Regions from separate parts of the Mus musculus genome. Here region 1 is linked to region 2. A link is a contact called in public HiChIP or PLAC-seq data. All regions are on one chromosome and are shown on one strand. Each heading gives the region's core, a stretch centred on a gene start, on an enhancer-like site or on the middle of the called end of the contact. The rest is flanking DNA. Distances are from core to core; before and after follow the strand shown. Region 1 overlaps Gm33897 (a long non-coding RNA gene). Region 2 overlaps Gm33782 (a long non-coding RNA gene).

Region 1 (3,804 bases), core at 1,092-3,591, 390 kb before region 2:
TTATGAGCCACACTGCTGGGGGGGGGGGGGGGAGTAATGATAGAGGTTCCCTTGAACCATTGCCAGCAATGCTGAGAGCATCCCACACACATTTGCTATGGAAACACCTTTATGACTAATGGGCTCTCAAAAGAAAGCGTTTGAAAACTGAAGCTAGAAGAGCTTTCTTTTTTTTTTCTTTTTTTCTTTTTTCTTTCCTTTTTCTTTCTTTCTTTCTTTCCCTCAAAATTGCTAGTTTCTGTATTATTCTGTATTATTATTCTGTATTATTCTGGATCATTTGTTTGTAAAGTGGATTCCTACAGCATAAGCTCTACATGTGTGTGCGTCACGAAAACCCGGTCTGCCCCCTCACCCGGTGCTTTAATTCCAAGAACCCTGTTCTCTGCTGTTATGTGTTTATGAGTTTGGGGTTTCAGGCTGAGTAAAGTTCTTTTCCTCAAAATGAAAGGTAAAACATTTCTTTCTCTTTTCTCTCCTTCTTTTGAGACAGGGTCCCAGGTAGCTCAGGGTACTCTCAGATTCACTACACAGCTGAGGATGGCTTTGAACTTCTAACCCTCTTGCTTCAACCTCCTAGTGCTGGGATTTCAGAGGTACCCATGCCAGATGGATACAGTCCTGGAGAACTAACCCAAGAGTTTGTGTATACTATCCTAGCACTCTACAGGCTAAGGTGCATCCCGATCCCCAAAGCACAGACATTTAAAATCATGCATGATTTGGAGGCTGTCAGATCATGAATTCATACCACATCACGTCTCCCTTTCAGTCGGCACTAGTGAATTACAAACTATGCAGATGCAGCAGGCCTGAAGGAGCCTTAGGTCAAGCTAGTGCCCTGTTCTACAAAGACGATCTCATGACGACTACCACCACCACCTCTATGCCCCCTGCACAGGTTCCACCTTCTCTGGGAAGATTTCCTGGCACATCTTCTATCTGGAGAGAGCTGGTCATTTCCTCCCTTGTGTGTTTATGAAGTCAAGACCATCTCCAAGACAAACGATGTGCTCTGATTATTTGTTCCATGCCTGGCACCATGTCTGAAAAGTATTGGCTTTGCCCCATACATCATTGTTAGTTAAATGACTCAGAGTAAATAGGCATTGGATTGACCTGTCTGGTAAAAAGAGGAGACTATGCACTACCTGCATGTGTGGTGTGTTTAAGTATCTATATTTGCATTTTTTTTTCTGTTTCATCTCTGAAAGAAACTATGGGCTTTTACAGAGCTTTGAATCTTGAACACTACCATATACATATGGTGGGTACCTGAACAGACAGTTATTTTGTTTTTGTTTTTAATATGAAGGGTCTACAGTGGCCTTTGCAGTTCTCTTCTTTGAACAACTCAGTCTTCAAGACTTCGACAAACATCTCCAGAATCTTTTTTTTTTTTTTAAGCATCTGCTAGGACTTAGTGCTGATGCCTCAGTGTGGACCACGTCTACCCAGACTTATTTCTATCCTAAGAATCTACTCTCCACTTGCTATATCATACCCCTCTCTATGGGTGAGAACTGACCTGCCTTGGAGACATGCCTACACACCCTAAGAGCCAAAGATGCTTCTGGAGAGAGGACAGGTCACCTGCCTGGTTGGTTGTAAGGATGCTAGAACTGAAACTCACGCCCTCTGAGAAAGCAGCGAGTGCTGGCTCCTAGGTAGCAAAATAGAGGGACTTTTGCAACTCATTGAAGAAAAAAAAAAGTGAATGCTTTGGTTTTACGAGACCTACAGAAATCATTCTTAATCTCCCTACCCATTCCAGATCTCAGACACAAGGAACTAATATTAGATTTGGCTCCCTGAGAGTGGGAGCAAGATTTTACTCCTTATCAAGGGTATATATCCTTGGAAGAGATACACTGTCGACAGAGCTCATTGAAAAGCTTATGAATGTATAGCCTAAAAGCCATTCCCAGGCTGCTCAGCTTCGCCCTTTGAAGAGGACAGTCAGCTCTCAGAAATCTCAGTATCTGGGGAGGTCCGTCACTTCACTTACATTTACTGCTTTTGAGGACTGGACTGTTTGCACACCTGGCCCCAGTCTCCCCTCATCTCTTTACCTAACCCCACAGGTCCACAAAGCAGCTGCCTTCTATGCAAAAAGCTTGTGACTTTTCCTTTGTCTGTTTTTGAACATTTTGCAATTCACAAAACTCCAAGGAACGTCTTACTCTCTCAAAAACATCCCCCAAGGATTTCAACAAGAGGCTGAGAGGGACAAAGAAGGTGGCTGAGTGACCCATTTCCTGGGTCTCACGGAGCTGAGCTGCACCTTCTTGGGAGGAGCTCAGCTGTGGCAGGCAGTGGGGGGTTGTTATCTACCACATCACAGCTTTCGGGTGTCATGGGTGCACAGCTGACCTCCCAGCTGGAGCCAGCACCTCAGTTCCCAGGCTAGTGTTTACCTTCTTCTCTTCCATTTTCAAGACAGAACTCTGTGCTCTATAAAACTTGCACACACCCAGGGAGGGAACGGGGTCAAGCTAATGTCTCCTTGTTTGCACTTTATCATGGAAAATAAAAACCTCTTCAATCGGGTTTATAGACCACACTCTTGTCCCCAAGCCTGATCTGTGGAGTCCCCAGCCTAACGATTGGTACTAACGATGGAGTTTCCTCCTCCGTAGATGACAGGTATCCTGAGGAGGCAAAAGCTACTGAGGAAACTTCTGTTTAAAATGCCTGCTACTCAGAATGTAGACCAGAAAGAGGAGAGAAGGCGCCTGCTGGGGAAGAAGGGGCAGAGAGGACTCCGCCCCTAAGACTGAGTATGCTTAGTAATAAACCATTTGGGACCAGCAGTGCAACTGTCTGTCAACTGCTGTTGAAACCTGAAAACAGAGTCCTTTTCTTTAAGAATGTAGCGCCCTCCCCCCCCCCAACCCCGCCCCCTAAAGTAGTCCACTCTCCAGTGGCTACTCTCCAGATATCCAAGACTATTTGGACAGCACAAATTGGTCCTGATAGATAAAATTAAAAAAAAAAAAAAAAGTGTCCGTGGGTAGGGAATTGAGGACTGGTCTGAAAAGAGATAGGAGACCAGGCAAATAAGATCAAAACGCATTTCGAGAAACACTCGAAGAATTAATGAATTACCCTTCAAGCTATGCAAGCTGCTGGCTGTTACTGAACGGCCTGGCTTAGCTGACTCCCGTAGGCTGAGCCTGGAATTTTAGAATAAAGCATAAATGAGTTTGAGACCTAGATCTGCTGCTCTTCCTAGAAGGACCTTCATGCATGTGCCTGCCCCTTTCTTAACCTGCTTCCGTTCTGTAAAAGGAGTTTTGTGAAACTTAAATGAGAAGGTGCTCTATCTATCACCCGGGCTAGTAATCAGACTGAGCGGCTATAAATGAAACAGACCCAACTAAAACTGCCTGCGACAAAGAAATGGCTGCTACGGGTTAGGCGCAAACGCCAGAAACAAGTTGAATTTAGCCGCATGCGGATCTGGGACTTTAAATGTAGTCTCAAGACTGGATGCTCACCCTGTGTGTTCTGGCTCCCGTCTTTTACCTTGTGGCTCTGTTTTGTTGTTTCGCCTCATTCTTCAACAGGTTCCAAAACAATCCTAGCAGACATTCTCAAAGATGTAAAACCTGCCTCTCATCAAAGCTCCCTGTGGATGGATCCAGCCCTGAGTCTCTCACTATGGACAAGAAAGAACTGGGGAGCGCATGAGCAAGAGGCCCGGATATGGAGAGAGCATCCTGGGACTAGAGCCCAGCCGAAGCCACAGAAAGTGGGACACGAGCACTTCCCACAAGAAGACATAACCTGATACCCTCTTTC
Region 2 (3,431 bases), core at 154-2,653:
TTCTGCATGTTTTGCTGCTTCCAAAGTGTCTGTAAACGATTCTATCTAAGCATCTGAAGAACATCACAAGCAGCTTCCTCTATGGTTTTTTCCTAGGAAATAAATACCAAACTGGCACAACGATGGCAAAACCGTGAGTGACATCAGTACATACAGTGCCCTGTCCTTCCATCCTGTCACGTGCCTGGTGGGTAAACATAAATAAATCACCTAATTTCCCTGTGCCTCAGTTGCTCTATCTGTAGTATGGAGCAATGAGGAATGAGATCTCAAGGGCCCACTTTTGAACTATAAAGCAGGCTTCTCTAAAGAAGGAGAGAAGGAAGGAGGGTCCTGTGGTGTGTTCGGCCTGTTCCACATAGCTAACTGCAGTTGTTTCCCGTTGCTAGGTCGTTTATTGATTGCCTACAACTAAACCTATTATCTTTGTCTAGAATCTTTTGAAGCAATCCATGAATAACAACTCATTTCAATTTCATAATGACTCCGAGGTCTTACCAGCTGTTGCCGCGCCTGTCTTACAGACTAACAAACAGACGCAAAGACACAAAGCCATTCGATTCAAGTCTGGCAGGTGTGAGACATAGATCCAGGGCTCACGTACTACAGCTAGTTCAGGGTCCTGGAATCCACTCTGTTATGTCCTGCGGAGCGGCCAGGAGCTTGACTGAGAGGCAAAAACAGCTAGCATCCTCAGGCTCTGCTCTCCAAGAACACACTGAAGATCACTGAAGGGCTAGCAAGCCCTCTACGTGGGCTAGCATGGAACAGAGAGGTCTCAACAATTTGAAGGAACATCAGGAAGTGTAAACCACCCCCCAACCTTCTGTAAGCATTCCTACCACACCCCACTAAGGTGGAGGGGGGCGGGGGCTGGAGGCAAGGAAGGGAAATCATACCAATACATGCCTGCTCCAGATCCAATCTTCCAGAAACAGTCCAAAGGAACACCCTGGGCATGTTCAAGACTTGATTTATTTAGTAGCTAACAGCGTAACTGCCAACTACAATCTTCAAACTAGCTTTACCCACTGCCCCACCCATCCATCAGACCTTGCCATTCCCACAGGCAGTGAGAAGGACCAGGTATGTTCATGTGTAGATTTCTCTGCTTGCTAAAACCCCCCAGGCTTTCCTTTGTTCTCAGGACATGCAAGTGGCCACCTGTATACCTGTGTTCTGGACTGTACGTAATCCTGCTGTCAGCTCCCAAATAAAACTCCCTTATTGATTGACTTTTGACAATTCCAGTCATTTTGTTTGTTTGTTTTGTTCTGTTTCGTCGTCCCCCACCCCCACCCCATTTCCTTCCCTTAAGGCAGCTCGAGGTAATAAAGGAACTGCCTGGTCTTGATCACGAGGTCCTCTTGCCTCAGCCTCCAAGTCCAGGATGACTACAGTGCCTAGGGGCATCTCTGCGATTTCAATCTGCCCTCTACAGGCCACAAGGAATACCCTAAAAGAATGATCTGCCACCAAGCTTCTGGTTCTCCCATGGCACTTGCACCACAAACACAGTGATTCCCAAGCTGGTGGCCACCTTACGACACTGTTCTGTCACTTGCATAAATGTCTTTTTGGTGTGTTGTCAGGCAAATACCTGACACTTGGCACTCTGAAAATTCCTAAAACACCACATACTGCAAAGTCAATGATTTGACCAGCTGTGAGCCCGCTTGCAACCCAAACCGGCAGGACTAGAAACAAATCGCACTGCTTCATGCTACAGAGCCATCTTTCCTAAGGGTGGGTGCGGTCTTGTGATCCTTGTGTCCAGTCCAGTTTCTCATATGTGTATTGTGACTTCTGCTTGTGCAAAACAGGACGTTGCTTAACCAGGCCCTTATGGGAGGAAATACAGCCCAGCAAGCAGAACAATGATTTGAAAGTCCTGAGTTCTATTTTCAGATCTGCTGTTGACTGGCTGTGCAGTCAGCCCTACGAAGGTCATTAGCAAAATGGCCTTGCCCTGTTGGCGGTCTCTGTATTCGCAGCTCTGGACGGGAAACAAATCAGGGAGCTGGCACTCAGCCTTGAGGAACTAGAGTCTTAGGAGAATAGATGTATCGTCAGGCTTTGTCTTCATTCTTAAAGCAAAAGCACAGAACAAAGCCTCTGGGGTGGGGGAAAGGAGCTGGAGTAGAATTCAGAGAGGAACCTGATAACCTTTCCAATACCAGAGACGTGAAGGGATGGCATGAGCGTTCAGGTCAAAGGCAGCTCTTTGGCACATGCTGAATCTCCTGTGTGGGATACGGAAGAGACAAAGGAACCTGAGCTTTGACAGACTTCTGTGAACTGAGTCAAAAACAGATATCCAGAGTGCTGCCTGGTAGGGAACAGGCTGAGGACTGGAAGGGTCTGTGGAGAACCAGAAAGCTTATAGCCCCTTCTAAAGAGTCTGCACCAGCTCTTTGTCCCTCAGATAAGCCAGTGACAAGGTCCTGAAGTGCTAGTGTTTTAAGAGGCACTGCACACTACCATTTTTATCAGGACTTCCCTTTTCTTTAAATGAAGATCCATCCAAGTTTTAAAGTGATAGCGGGCAGGTAAAAATGTGTGTGTAACTTGAACAAAGCCCTTTCCACATCTCTTTAACATGTCCATGGATGGGATTTCATAAGAGTTGAATTATTGTTTTCTGATAATGGAGCTATTCCTTTAAACAGAAGGGAATGAGCAGTCTAGAATGCGCGAGTGTTTAAAAAAATCCCAGTGCACGGGGCTGGGGAGATGGCTTAGTTGTTAAAGTGCTGGCTGGGGAGATGGCTTAGTTGTTAAAGTGCTTGCTATACAAGCAAGCGGACTTGAGTTTGGATGCCTAGAGCCCCTGTGAGAAGTGATAAGACAGTTGCCTTAGAGTTAATCTTGCTTTGGTGAAACACTACCACCAAAAGCAACTCGGGGAGGAAAGGGTTTATTTGACGTACACATCCTGAATCAGAGTCCATGGAAGCCAAAGCAGAAACTCCAAGTGGTCAGGAACCCAGAGGAAGGACTTGATTCATAGGCTACAGATGGGTAGTGCTTACTGCCTTGCTTCCAATGGCTTGCTTAGCCTACTTTCTTTTAGAACCCAGAGCCACCAGGCCGGGGTGGTAATCAACGACAACGGGGCCCTTCCACATTCAATCACTAATTAAGAAAATGTTCTACAGGCTTGCCTATAGCCTGATCTAAAGGAAGCATTCTCTCCAATGACTCTAGCTTGTGTGAAGATTACATAAAACTAGGCAAGACAATAATCTATATGGGTATTCTAGCACAGGGGAGACAAAGACAAAGAAAATCCCCCGAAGGTTGTTGGACAGCCAGCCGCTCTTGCTGAATCCTCAAGCTGTAGGTTCATTGAGAGATCGTGTTTCAAAACCAGTGTATTGCTGTGATGATTTAGGGCAGATGCTGAAATGCATGGGCAGGATATATACAAG

The links. HiChIP or PLAC-seq counts read pairs in DNA pulled down with a chosen protein or histone mark.
Region 1: an H3K27ac HiChIP or PLAC-seq map of bone marrow-derived dendritic cells shows a contact between it and region 2, with 4 times the contacts expected there. The contact joins two enhancer-like sites. A contact is called at or near these places in 1 of 15 datasets of contacts at CTCF or cohesin (pro-B cells), 5 of 484 Hi-C or Micro-C datasets (B cells, CD4 T cells, cortical neurons and 2 more) and 3 of 115 datasets of contacts at active chromatin or transcription factors (bone marrow-derived dendritic cells, microglia and pancreatic cancer cells).

Annotation. Positions count from the first base shown.
Region 1 is chr10:96,723,573-96,727,376 of GRCm38.p6, reverse strand. The region is part of intron 2 of Gm33897 (a long non-coding RNA gene); the gene reads right to left. Among named protein-coding and RNA genes, the nearest start is that of Gm33897, 9.7 kb to the right of the region's middle. Within about 2 kb of position 2,341, at least 77 of the 459 cell types and tissues checked have an H3K27ac peak or open chromatin away from gene starts, as enhancers often do.
Region 2 is chr10:96,331,428-96,334,858 of GRCm38.p6, reverse strand. The region is part of intron 2 of Gm33782 (a long non-coding RNA gene); the gene reads right to left. Among named protein-coding and RNA genes, the nearest start is that of Gm33782, 24 kb to the right of the region's middle. Within about 2 kb of position 1,403, at least 117 of the 459 cell types and tissues checked have an H3K27ac peak or open chromatin away from gene starts, as enhancers often do.